Regions from separate parts of the Zea mays genome. Here region 1 is linked to region 2. A link is a contact called in public Hi-C data. All regions are on one chromosome and are shown on one strand. Each heading gives the region's core, a stretch centred on a gene start, on an enhancer-like site or on the middle of the called end of the contact. The rest is flanking DNA. Distances are from core to core; before and after follow the strand shown. Region 1 has its middle 20 kb from the start of LOC100283435. Region 2 has its middle 64 kb from the start of LOC100274829.

Region 1 (6,890 bases), core at 3,024-5,523, 64 kb after region 2:
ATGAAGGACGCCAAGCCCATCAAGACACCCATGGGAACTAATGGGCATCTCGACCTCGACACGGGAGGTAAATCCGTAGATCAAAAGGTATACCGGTCGATGATAGGTTCTTTACTCTATTTATGTGCTTCACGACAGGATATTATGCTTTCCGTATGCATGTGTGCAAGATTCCAAGCCGATCCTAAGGAAGCTCACCTTAGGGCCGTAAAACGAATCTTGAGATATTTAGTTTATACTCCTAAGTTTGGCCTTTGGTACCCCAGGGGATCCACATTTGATTAAATTGGTTATTCTGATGCCGATTGGGCAGGGTGTAAAATTAATAGAAAGAGCACATCGGGGACTTGCCAGTTCTTGGGAAGATCTCTAGTGTCTTGGGCTACAAAGAAGCAAAATTCTGTGGCTCTTTCAACCGCCGAAGACGAGTATATTGCCGCAGGCCATTGTTGCGCGCAATTGCTTTGGATGAGGCAAACCCTTAGGGACTATGGTTACAAATTAACCAAAGTTCTTCTTCTATGTGATATAGAGAGTGCAATCCGCATGGCGGATAATCCCGTTGAGCATAGTCGCACTAAACACATAGCCATTCGGTATCATTTTCTAAGGGATCACCAACAAAAGGGGGATATCGAGATTGCATATGTTAGCACCAAAGAACAATTAGCCAATATCTTTACCAAGCCATTGGATGAACAAACCTTTACCAAACTTAGGCATGAGCTAAATATTCTTGATTCTAGAAACTTTTATTGATGTTTTGCACCCATAGCTCATATATATACCTTTGATCATCTCTTTCATATGCTATGACTAATGTGTTCTTTCAAGTCCATTTCATGCTAAGTCATAGATTGAAAGGGAAAAGGAGTCTTCGGCGAAGACAAGGCTTCCACTCCGCTCCATCGAATCATTCATCCTTCGCCGTCGCTCCGCACAATCTCTCCAACTTTGGTATAATCTTCACTCCTTTACTTCCATCCAAAGGGAGAGAGAGTATTTAACAAGGGCTTATATTTCACTCAAGCATCCGTTTTTGGCGATTCATGCCAAAGGGGGAGAGAGTATTAGCCCAAAGCAAAAGGACCGCACCACCACCAATTTAAAAAATGCAGTCTTTTATTTGGTATTAAAAGAAGTTTTCAATTAGTATCTTATTTTGATATAATTTCAAATTGGTATATCCTCTTCAAAATTAATATCTAAAACCCTCTTGAACACTAAGAGGAGGAATTCATTAAGGGGGGGGTTTTGTTTAGTCAAAGGAAAAGCATTTGAAACAGGGGGAGAAAATTTCAAAACTTGAAAATGCTTCTCAAAAATCTTATTCATTTACCTTTGACTATTTGCAAAAGAACTTTGAAAAGAATTTCCAAAACATTTTTGCAAAACAAAACATGTGGTGCAAGCGTGGTCCAAAATGTTAATAAGAAGAAAAGACATCTATGCGCATCTAGTAAGTAATATTTATTGGTTTCATTCCAAGCAACCTTTGCACTTACATTATGCAAACTAGTTATGCACTTCTATATTTGCTTTGGTTTGTGTTGGCATCAATCACCAAAAAGGGGGAGATTGAAAGGGAAATAGGCTTACATATTTTCCTAATTGATTTTGGTGATTGAATTGCCCAACACAAATAATTGGACTAACTAGTTTGCTCTAGATTATAAGTTTTACAGGTGCCAAAGGTTCACAATAGACCAATAAAATGACCAAGAAAGGGTTCAAACAAAGAGAGCCAAAGCCAACTGAAGTGTGCCCTGGTCTGGCGCACCGGACAGTGTCCGGTGCACCAGGGAACTCGACGCTGAACTCGCTACCTTCGGGAAAATGGAGGCCGCTCCGCTATAATTCACCGGACTGTCCGGTGTGTCAGCGGAGCAACGGCTACTTCGCGCGCAACGGTCGACTGCAACGCATTTAATGCGCGCCTACGCGCGCAGAGGTCAGAGCACGCGCAGCAGGCGTACCAGACAGTCTACAGGACTTGTCCGGTGCACCACCGGACAGCCCAGAGGCCCCACCAGTCAGAGCTCCAATGGTCGAACCCTAACGGCCGGGTGACGTGGCTGGCGCACCGGACTGTCCGGTGCGCCATTCGACAGCAGCCTCCACCAAACTAGCTGGGGCTATAAATACCCCAACCACCCCACCATTCATAGCATCCAAGTCTTCCACCTTCCAACACATTACAAGAGCTATAGCATTCAATCCTAGACACAACCAAACAGATCAAATCCTCTCCCATGTCTGGAATCACTCCAAATCAATAGTGACTAGAGAGAGTGACATTTGTGTTCATTTGAGCTCTTGCGCTTGGATTGCTTCTTTTCTTTCTCATTCTTTCTTGAGATCAACTCACTTGTAACCGAGGCAAGAGACACCAACTGTGTGGTGATCCTTGCGGGGACTTAGTGTCCCGTGTGATTGAGAAGAGAAGCTCACTCGGTCCAAGTGACCGTTTGAGAGAGGGAAAGGGTTAAAAGAGATCCGGTCTTTGTGACCACCTCAACGGGGAGTAGGTTTGCAAAAACCGAACCTCGGTAAAACAAATCCTTGTGTCTCACTCTTTATTTGCTTGTGATTTGTTTTTCACCCTCTCTCTCGGACTCGCTTTTATTTCTAACGCTAACCCGGCTTGTAGTTGTGATTAACTTTGTAAATTTTAGTTTCGCCCTATTCACCCCCCTCTAGGCGACTTTCAGGTGATATGAGTAATCTTGCAGAACATTGTTTTAAAATCTCATTATTAGCCAAACAACTTCTAGATTTTGTATTGGATTTTGTACCATAATCTTGCAATCTCAATATAAATTTATAATAGAATTTGTATCCGAATTTGTGCAGTATCCAACTGCTCAAAATATGTGGAAAACCAAACACTGCCTAGGATCGCTGGAGATAGCCTGTGCGGAGATCCAGGAGGAAGTAGTACTCGTGTGTTTGTCTGCTCGGTTTTAGTGAGCCGTACCATCTTATGTGGTGCGGCCTTTCCTTTCCCTTTTAGAGCTTGTATAATAAGATGGTGTAGTCGGGATGTAAGGAAACTAGGAAAGTCACATCAAATTTGTGGTGATGTGGAAGAAAGAAAAATAAAGAGAGAAAAAGTTAGTTGTTCACTGGTAGCCTGATGACCAGGGATGGATCTAGAATTTTTTTACTAACGATGTCACACTATAAATAATATAATAAAAAGATTCTAATTTCATGTCAATGTGTAACCCCATATAATACAACATTAAATTAAAATATCATTATTTAAATAAAGTCAAATATTTACCCCCAGAAGCATTATGCAGTGTGATTCTTCATCTTTTGAAGGTTATCAATTATAACATCATCGGGAATTATACTACTATAGCGGGCTCAACAAAACATATGATGCAGTCATTCATAGTCATACTTCATATAAAATTTGTCAAGTTAAATTATTAATTGTCTACACATGTACAAAATAAGCCACTAGGGCACGAAAAAGAATTAAATACTCAGATACTGAAATATTTGCATCTGCCATGATGAACTCAACCAGCAGAGGCCAAACTGGTTAATGTTTGCAACGTGTGTTGTTTAGTTCATTTAGAAGAATTTATATCTGCCTCACCATGTGTCCATGTCAAAAATCACTGAGACCACGCATGCATTGTCAGCCATGTTCATAACATTTTGAACATGCATTAAGTACTACCATCCGTATTCAGAACAGTCGTGCGGTAACCAGCATGCAGAAGGCAAATTGATCCATAGGAAGAAGGCAAATTGATGCGAGAGGACTGAGGTCCAGCTACATCATGAACTGTTGTCATCTACAGTAGGTGCCAACAAATATCATGAGTTTTGTTAAAACCATTGCTGTTCTTGGACAGCAATACGGCCAACGTGGCTCCGTCCATGCTGATGACAATGGATTGCACACAGATTCTAAGACTCCATGTGAGAGGAAGAGGTGGACTAGGTATTAAATATGTAGCTTGTATTATTATAAAGTTATTATATGTATAGGCTTCTATTTGGGTATATATAAGACATGATAATATTATAAAGTTCACTAAAGATTATATTATTAAACTAGCTGTGTCGATCAAATCCATTTTGCTGGTACGTCGGCGGGCCCTCACTCACACACTATGAAAAACGACAGTGGAAACGTAGGAGCACGCAGGCACAGCAGTAGAACTAGCTCGCACGGAAAAGCAAGCCTACAGAGCACAGTAGGGTCACGGCATCTCCTTCGTGCTCAAAAAGCTCGGACAGTTGCCGGTACCACTTTTATCAGTAACGGCTACAGGACGTGGGCACGTGGCGAGTTTTGCACGGTCTCCAGCGCCTAGCGCAAAAATCCAACCATGCACTCAATGACACGCACGTTTCTGAAGCGCGGAGCGCAGCAAAGGTCAGGAAAGCAACCACGCGTGGCCAGTGGCCGGCGAGGAGGAGGATAAGACTCGAAAGCTGCACACTGCGATGGTCGTTTTCGCTAATCTGGCCTTTGTCGTCGCCTCGTCGGCGTCTGAGATCACTCCAGATCAGTGAGATGAATGGCGCGCGGCTCCAGAGAATGGTGCCATGTCTGACTTTTCCACGCATGTGAAAAATACGTCCAAAGGCTTCACTGTGCGTTATTTACACACGGACTGTTGCGCGCACGGCGCATCCGTCGTATGTGTGAGTGTGACCGCATGGGTTGGGTGGGCCGCCGACACGAACAGCTCGGCTGGCTCGGCACGGCACGCCGTGGCCGTACCCGTAGTACGCCGCCTGCGGCCGGAGATCGACAAAGCAAGGCACGCACGACGAGGCAAGGAAGCGGGTGAGAATCGCGTGTGTCGTCCCGTCCTCTAGGCTCTCACAGCCTCTGCCTGTTTCCCCGGACGACGCCAAAACCGAGTCCGATTCGTCTACTCCGCGGCTGATGCCTCTGCCTGTTTCCATTCGGCGCGTCTGCTCAGGCATCTGAACCGGCCGGTGACACCTAGGCGCGCGCCCTTCTTCCCTACTCCCTAGTATCGCCCCCGCGCGCTGTGCCTCACCTCTACCCGTCCGCCTGTGCGCAACTGCCGACGTGTTCCCGGGCGCGCGGGCTCCGGCGCTCGTCCACCACCCCACCCGGCGTCGCGGCCACGGCGTCGCGGCTGTCACGGTCCGAGACCGACGCACCACGGGGCCGGTGGTCAGTAGCAAGGACCCGGCAGCGGCACGCCGTGTCACTTCTAAAACTGTGGGCTCAGCAGCGGCGAAGGGGAGGGAGGCTGCGCGTGGCTGGCGGTGGACCAGTGTAAAGCCCGCCGCGCCGATGCAGCAGGAGAGTTTTTTTTTTTAGTGCGCGTGGCCAGAACCGGCCAGAAGACTGGTGGTGAGCGAGACTAGCGGGGCAGTGGCAGAGCACTAGCGAACACCAAATGTCCGGTAGCGATCGAAAGCTGCCGTCCTGCATGGCATGCCAGCCACGCCGTCGCGTCGTGCATGGATCCAGACTTCCAGAGCAGCACAGGTCGAGTCAACACAACAGCCGCTCCTTTGCCTTTATTACCACGTGGCATGTCCGTTCCTGTAGCCTGATAAGGCTGGCGTCGGGCCCGGGGCGGGACCAGATTTGACGACGCCCTACAGTTTGTAGTAGCGGTACTACTGGACGTTGCAAACGGTACTGTGTGCGTGCTCTGACCGGAAGCCTGCCCCACCCAGCTATGGTCTCGGGTCACCGAACGTGGGGCATCGCCAACCGGTGTGTATACAGGATTGGTATCCACACCTCCGAACCGATAGACGCCATGGGCTATGTATGCGGCGTCGACTGTCCTCTCCTTTTTCTAGTTGGTGACTGCCGGTGGCGGTGGTTCTCCGCGCTGCCGTTGGTCCTCCCTCCCCGTCCGTGAACCCTCCCAACCTGATGCTGTTCTCTTCTTCGGGGTGGCGAGGCCGTCGTTTCCCCCCGTGTCCGTGATTCCGTGAAGGCCGGCTGCAGTGGCAGACAGGCGCAGCGCGCCGCTTTCTTTCGATCGCACCCGTCGTCTCAGCAGCAGAAGCAGCAGCAGCTTTTCCACTGTCCTGACAGGATCACTCACACTCCTGCCCATGCCATGCACTGATGACCGATGCACGCACACCTCGTTTCGTTTTCCAAAGTTTTCTACTCCGGGCACGGGCGGTCTGCTGGGCAGGGCTGGGCCTGGGCATGCGCAGAACTGGTGGATGGCATCGCAGCACGGCCGAACCGAACGCGAACCGGAACAGAGCTCCGTCCCCGGCGGCGGCGCCGGCCCGGCCAATGGAGAATCGTCGTCGGGTCCGAGCCGAGGGACGTGGGAAGAAGACGACACACACACCCACACCCACACGTCGCTGCCCGTCTCAGGTCCTGGCACTAGGGAGTGGGAGTGTGTGTTGGCACTTTAGCCATCCATCCATCCATCAATCAATCGGTGTCAGTCAGTCAGTCGGTCGGCAGTGCCCACGACTTTTTTTTCTGCGTGGGGTGGGCCCAAAAGAGGTTGCTTCTCCCTCCCTCCCTCCGCGCCCTGCTTTTTTCAGAGGTCTAGGAATAGATTCCCCGGCTACCCCGTTCTGAGGGCGCGGGAAATCGGACGCAGTGGCTGGCGTTTCGTACAAGAGATAGGAACTCGGATAACAGCGTCCATACATTGAAATGTTCGGGCTTCCGGAACACGTCGTTCGGATGTTGGGCAATGCTCATCTGTTCAGGTTGTGCTCGAATAAAACGCAGCAGCCAGCGGGACAGTCTTCACCTCACTATCTTTTTGCGTCGGTGGCCTGTTCCTTTTATGAGGAGACCGATGGTTTGGCAGGGCCCCCGATCTCGATCGAACCGCCAGCACGGCACCCACACCGTACCCCATGTCGAGAAGCATGCAGAAACCATCATC
Region 2 (6,665 bases), core at 1,163-3,662:
GGTGGAAACCACTAAAAGTCGTTAAAAGTTCTTCGATATATGTTTTCACAATTCCATACGAAAACCAATAAAAAGCAGGTCTAGGAGTGCTTTTAGTTTTATGCTGTGAGAAAGACACTTTTAGAAAAAGCTACTTCCTGGATCAAACCTTTTGGTTTGGCTTTTGACTTTTAGGGGCAAAAACTGAATCCAAAAGCCAAACTAAACAGACACTAATAGTGTAGACCTTCTCTATGTTGGCATCGATCCTCGCTGAGACACCACGAAACTAAGGAACTTGTCCGAAGATACCGTGTAGCTATACTTCTCTATTGAGCATCAAGCAGGTTTGATGAAGACACTAAAAACGCCAGTCAGGTCATAGAGGATTGAAGCACTATGACAAGACTTAACCATGATATCATATGTATTATACTAGGTGTGTGCTCGTGCGTTGCAACGAAAACATATAATACCATTGGTAACTTATGTAAGCTGGGGATGAGCATCAACACATATTTGACCGGATCTTTTTCTTCCTTGGGGATCTGGGAGTGTTGCAACGGGAACATATAATACCATTGGTAACTTATTTATCGATTTAGGTGGGGCAGCAGGCTGCTGCGCTCTTGGGAGAGCAGCTCGTCTACCACGTCGTACACCGTACCATTGGCTGCGGGGCCGCCACGCCGTATCAGCGAAGTATTACTCAGATCATCTAACCAACTCAGCTAATTTGCAGTTCCAGTGAACACAACTGAAGTCACGTGTATTCCGTTTCATCATCGATTATATGCATTATTATATACAAGTTAATGCAGCATAGATATTGCTTTCTACCCACCCAATTCTCCTAATAATATGCATTCACAGTAAATACAACAATCTTCTAGCAACAAAAACCTTAAAAAACAGATGTATTCGTGAGCGCGTCACTTGTAGACGTGGATGTAGTCTTGGAAGTAGAAGTTCTGGATGAAGTTGGCAAGCCAGCGGGAGGCAGCGAAGCACAACACGACCGCCGACACGATCGTGACCCTCTGAACAGTCGACGTGAGGACCGTTCCCTTGGCGACGGCAAGGAACCCGACGACGACGACTGAGGCCACCTGCAGGGCAGCCTCGAGCGCCTTCATGGCCTTGAGCGCCGCGTTGCAGCTCCTGCACTATACCACGTGCGACCATTACCTGCCATGGGCGTCCACAGTTATATGTTTCCCGTTGCAACGCACGGGCACACACCTATTAACACATATGACTTGCAAAAAAATATCAAACCGATCTTCATGTATCTATGTGTATATTATTGTGTGCCTTTATATATGCATAATTGAGAATATTAGATCATCTCCCATTTCCATATGTCCACATATCCTGATTCTATTTCTAGTTTAGGCTTTTTCAAATCTGATTCCATTTCTTAAAACATTGTTAGTTCTGTCTTTTTTTCTCACATCCGATCACATTTCTAAAACATATATATAGAAACAGGAATGAAAGAATGATTTTCGCACCCATTCCCGTCACCCTAAAGATGGGATGGGTTACAGACTTACAGCTGAATCTGCCGCAAATACAAATGTCCCTATCTCTTAGCTATATATAAATTGTTTGTTCCAAACTTATAACATTTATATTTTATAAGTTGTACACCAATAGTTCGTGTTTTCTTTGTAGCTTATATAATACTGTCTTCATGGTCATTTGTCTTAGAAAGAAATAGTTACTTTTCTTTGCTTAGATGCCGTCTGCAGTATTTAATTTCGATACTTTATATGATATTTTCCCTAGATTGGTACATGCCTATCTTTGTTAATATGCAGCAATTGATATTCATGGTGTAATTTGAATGGTTGTTAGATCATTTTAAACAAAAAAAATACTATATATTGTTCATAAAAGTAACTTTTGTTTGACTCGCCATCAATTATCTCACACTCTCTGTTTGTTTTCTGTTTATAAAGGGAAAACTAAAAGCTCACTAACAGCCTGTTTGGATTCTATAAATATTTAGATAGTGTTTTTTATTTGTTTATTAAATTACTTTTCAATTTCTCTCAACTTCTAGCAACTAAACTGGGCCTGAAAGAGAACACATTGTGCGTGAAAAAAAACGGGCCAAAGGTACCCTCTCTCCCGTCATTTTAACTAGCAGTTGCTTGAGCTGCGTAGTGATGGCGCATTGTTTTCTCATGTTCAATCAAATTAGCTATTGTGTGTTTGTATATTTGTCGCCATTCTATAGAAAGTACTGTTTGAACCTAAACAGACTGTCCAGAGAATTTGGTGACGCGTCGCCCGACGTTTTCTTTCCAAAAAAAAAACGTCTTCCGGATTCTTGAATTGTTTCCCAAAGTGCCTGACAGGCGACAGCCCAAGATATCGGCCCATAACTGCAAGAAGGCCTCAGAAGGGCAGAACCGTCAAGTTAACGGCTTCAAGGCCCATAAAAACTTACCTTCTCCTATAGCAAAGATCAAGCCAAACATTGCTGTGCTAACAATCTACGCTTGACATTCTGAGGACCAATCTTTTTCAAGATAATAGAAAAAAATTATAGCTTCAAACTTTTTCAAGAAAGAATAGGCATAAATCCAAACTTATTACAGCAACACACCTGAATTAAAATCCTTATTACATATTCCAAGCTAAAGCCCGAGACGCTAAATAAAGGACCATTCATTTTGTATGGCTCACGTGGTTAGCATTGTACTTCAAACTGGCTCGTACCTATGTTTTTTGGGCCCCGGAGCGAAACACATACCGAGGCCTTTTTTTCCTTGCACTTTTTATAACAAGAATAACATTTTCTAACTTTAAAAATGTGATGATAAAATTGCTCTCTCTATTTTATGCATAACAAGCATGGCCAAATTAATTAATTAAACTAGCACATACCTAGTAAAATGAATATATTTTTTAGTTAATGAGGTTTAGATTATTGTAATCGCTAGTGACAACACAAAAAAGTATTAGTGGTTTGATTGGCTAATATATACCTGGTGTTGTTGAATTAACTGATGATCAAGTCACTGCCTTCACATGTAAGCTTCAAAATCTTGCGTGCAGGTCAGTTTGTTATTAAATGTTGATGCTACATGCTGACTACAGAGGTGACTACTAAGACGTGCTGAATACAGGAGTTGTCTAGATCGACGATAGGTACCTTATGCCTCGTAGTGTATCACGTGATGCGCCGACGACAATGTTCGTGTTTGTTTTCTATACGCGATTATATTTCACGATTCAGACACATCTAAATATCCAACACAACCAAATTAGGGCCCCCAGAATTGTAGAAGCCCTATGCGGTCGGTCCACTTGCACTTGGCCATGTATGTGTCTGACTCCAAAACTTCGATTGTTGTGTTAGATAGTCACACTATATGATAGATAATGCTAGGCACGAGTTGAACCGATATCCTCTCAGTTTCAAATTACAAGATATTTAAATTTTTTAGAGAGTTAAAGCTTTTAAGTCTAACAAAAAAATAAAATTATGACATAAAATAGATATGCTACAAGAATACAACCGGTGAAAAATTAATAACATCTATTTGGAATTATAAAAATTATTATTCTATTATATAAATTTAGTTAAATTTAAGATCGCTCTGACTGTTTACAAAAGTTTGGATTGGTTTATAATTATGGGACGGAGGGAGAAATATTGAATCCATGATGCATAGATCCATTCTACGCTGCTATCAGCTACTAGCCTATTACCGTGTCTTACGCTGTGAGAAGTAGATCATACATATAGTCCAGCAAAACATTGTGTTACATTATAGAGTGTTGTGTACATAGTGGAGTATGAGATATGAGGTGATGAAAGGTGTCGGGGACCATAATTAGGGGTACCCTCAAGGCTCCTAAATCTCAGCTGGTAACCCCCATCAGCACAAAGCTGCAAAGGCCTGATGGGTGCGATTAAGTCAAGGATCGGTCCATTCGAGGGACGTGATCACGCCTCGCCCAAGCCCAGCCTCGGGCAAGGGCAGCCGACCCCGGAGGATCTACGTCTCGCCCGAGGACCCCCTCCAGCAACGGACACACCTTCGGCTCGCCCGAGGCCCAGTCTTCACCAAGAAGCAACCTTGGCCAAATCGCCACGCCAACCGACCAAATCGCAGGGGCATTTAATGCAAAGGTGGCCTGACACCTTTATCCTGACGCCCGGCCTCCAGTCGACAGAGCTGAAGTGACCGCAGTCACTTCGCCGCTCTACTGACTGGTCTGACAAGAGGGCAGCGCCGCCTGCGCCGCTCTGACTGCTGAGCCACTCGACAGAGTGAGGCTGACAGCAGCCAAGTCCGGCCCTAGGCGCCATGGGAAACTCCGCTCCGCCCGACCCCAGGGCTCAGACTCGGGCTCGGCCCCGGAAGACGACGAACTCTGTTTCGCCCGACCCCAGGGCTCGGACTCGGGCTCAGCCCCGGAAGACGATGAACTCCGCTTCGCCCGACCCCAGGGCTCGGACCCGGGCTCAGCCCCGAAGGACGACGAAGTCCGCCTCGCCCGACCCCAGGGCTCGGACTCAGCCCTGGCCTTAGCCGACGGTCTCCGCCTCGTCCGACCCGGGGGCTCGGACTCGACCTCGACCTTGGGAGACAGACTCGACCTCGACCTCGGAGGAGCCTCCACCTCGCCCAACCTAGGGCACGAACCGACCACGTCAACAGAAAGCGCCATCATTACCCTACCCCGAGCTGACTCAGGCTATGGGGAACAAGACCGGCGTCCCATCTGGCTCGCTCCACTATACGAGTAATGATGGCGCCCCGCATGCCCTGTGACGACGACGGCTCTCAGCCCCCTTACGGAAGCAAGAGGACGTCAGCAAGGACTCGACAGCCCCGACAGCTGTCCTTCCGCCAGGCTCCAGCGCTCCTCCGACGGCCACGACACCACGCGAACTGGGTGCCAAAACCTCTCCGGCTGCCACGATGGCATGTACTTAGGGCGCTAGCTCTCCTCCGCTAGACACGTTAGCACACTGCTACACCCCCCATTGTACACCTGGATCCTCTCCTTACGCCTATAAAAGGGAGGTCCAGAGCCCTCTTACAAAGGGTGGGCCGCGCGGGGAAGGACGGGACGACGCTCGCGCAAGGCCGCTCGCTCCCTCCCGTGTGGACGCTTGTAACCCCCTACTGCAAGCGCACCCGACCTAGGCGCGGGGCTAACACGAAGGCCGCGGGTTCCACCTCCCACGCCTGTCTCCCTCCGGCTGCTTTTTCACCCCTTCGCGTTCCGCCTCGCGCCGACCCATCTGGGCTGGGGCACGCGGCGATAATTCACTCGTCGGTCTAGGGACCCCCGGGTTCTAAAACGCTGCCAGTTGGCGCGCCGGGTAGGGGCCTGCTGCGTGTTGACGAACAGCTTCCCGTCAAGCTCCAGATGGGCAGTCTCCAGCAACCACTCCAGCCCAGGACGGTGCTCCGTTTCGGGAGTCTTGAGTTCAGGTCCTTCGACGGCAGCTACGACATGATACTCCATCCCCCGCCGCGACAGCGACAATGGCGGTCGACAACCCGCCCGCCGGCGAGGAAATCGACGACGCCTTCCCCACGTGGTGGAAGGACAACATTCGGGCTTATCCCGTCCCCTCCCCCGCCGACGGAGGAGGAGGCGGGGCAACCAAGGCCAAGCAGGAGGCGACACCTCGTTGGCTGTCGAGTGAGTCGACGGCGCTGGCGCCCCAACGGAGAGCGCGTCGGGCATCGGCCTCGCGTCTGAGACGAAGACGAGTGCCGTCTCCCCGCAACACACTAACCTCAAGCAAACGGACGACGCCAACACGCTCGCGAAGGACTTGCTGGGCATCACCCTCGTACCTGAGACGACGGTGCAGTCAGTCCCTGACGTGACTTCGTCACCGCCCATCGACCAAAAGGTACCGACCGATTCCCATCTCGCGCCTTTTGAATTCGGCCTCGACCCGCCAAGCAACTCCGCTTCGGCGGACACTCTCATAGAGGCGAGTCCAAACCCTCTGGGGTATCGTGTGCGGTCACCCTGGGACCGGCTGACGGCCGTCTCGGCCTACGGGCCCTCGGGGTCCGAGGAAGATGGCGAGCTCGACCTCTGTTGGGATTTCTCCGAACTTGGTAACCCCAGTGTCGTGCGGGACTTCATGACCGCATGCGACTACTGCCTTTCCGACTGTTCCGACGGTAGCCGTAGCCTCGGCGACGAGGACTGCGGTCCAAGTCGCGAATGTTTCCACGTTGATCTAGGGGGTCCCGGCGAAGGCAACCATCTTGGTATACCGGAGAACGGTGATCCCCCTAGGCCCGTGCCTCGCGTTGACATCCTTCGGGAGCTAGCTGTGGTTCCCATTCCGGCGGGGGGTCATGACCCACAGCTCGAGCAAATCCGCGAGATGCAGGCCAGGCTCGACGAGGGAGCAGGAACGCTTGAGCCGATCCGCCGGGACATCGGGCAGGAATGGGCGAGCCAACCTCCGGCCGGAGAAGCGCGTCATCTCCCCCAAGGCATCCAGCACCGCATCGCCGACGACGTCAGGGTAAGGCCGCCACCGGTTTCCAGTGGAGTCGGCCAAAACCTGGCCGCAGCGGCAATGCTTCTCCGCGCGATGCCGGAGCCATCAACCACCGAGGGACGGCGTATCCAGGGAGAGCTCAAGAATCTCCTAGAGGACGCCGCGGTCCGACGGGCCGAAA

Evidence for each region. A called contact is a pair of places that touch in the nucleus more often than the background predicts.
Region 1: a Hi-C map of leaf shows a contact between it and region 2, with 5 times the contacts expected there. The contact joins two enhancer-like sites. A contact is called at or near these places in 3 of 25 Hi-C or Micro-C datasets (ear, leaf and tassel) and 1 of 3 datasets of contacts at active chromatin or transcription factors (seedling).

The regions. Positions count from the first base shown.
Region 1 is chr1:19,437,943-19,444,832 of Zm-B73-REFERENCE-NAM-5.0, forward strand. No RefSeq gene overlaps it. Among protein-coding and RNA genes, the nearest start is that of LOC100283435, 20 kb to the right of the region's middle. Within about 2 kb of position 4,274, at least 20 of the 20 cell types and tissues checked have an H3K27ac peak or open chromatin away from gene starts, as enhancers often do. A contact at or near this core is called in ear, leaf, seedling and 1 more, where this site is marked.
Region 2 is chr1:19,375,374-19,382,038 of Zm-B73-REFERENCE-NAM-5.0, forward strand. No RefSeq gene overlaps it. Among protein-coding and RNA genes, the nearest start is that of LOC100274829, 64 kb to the left of the region's middle. Within about 2 kb of position 2,413, at least 14 of the 20 cell types and tissues checked have an H3K27ac peak or open chromatin away from gene starts, as enhancers often do. A contact at or near this core is called in ear, leaf, seedling and 1 more, where this site is marked.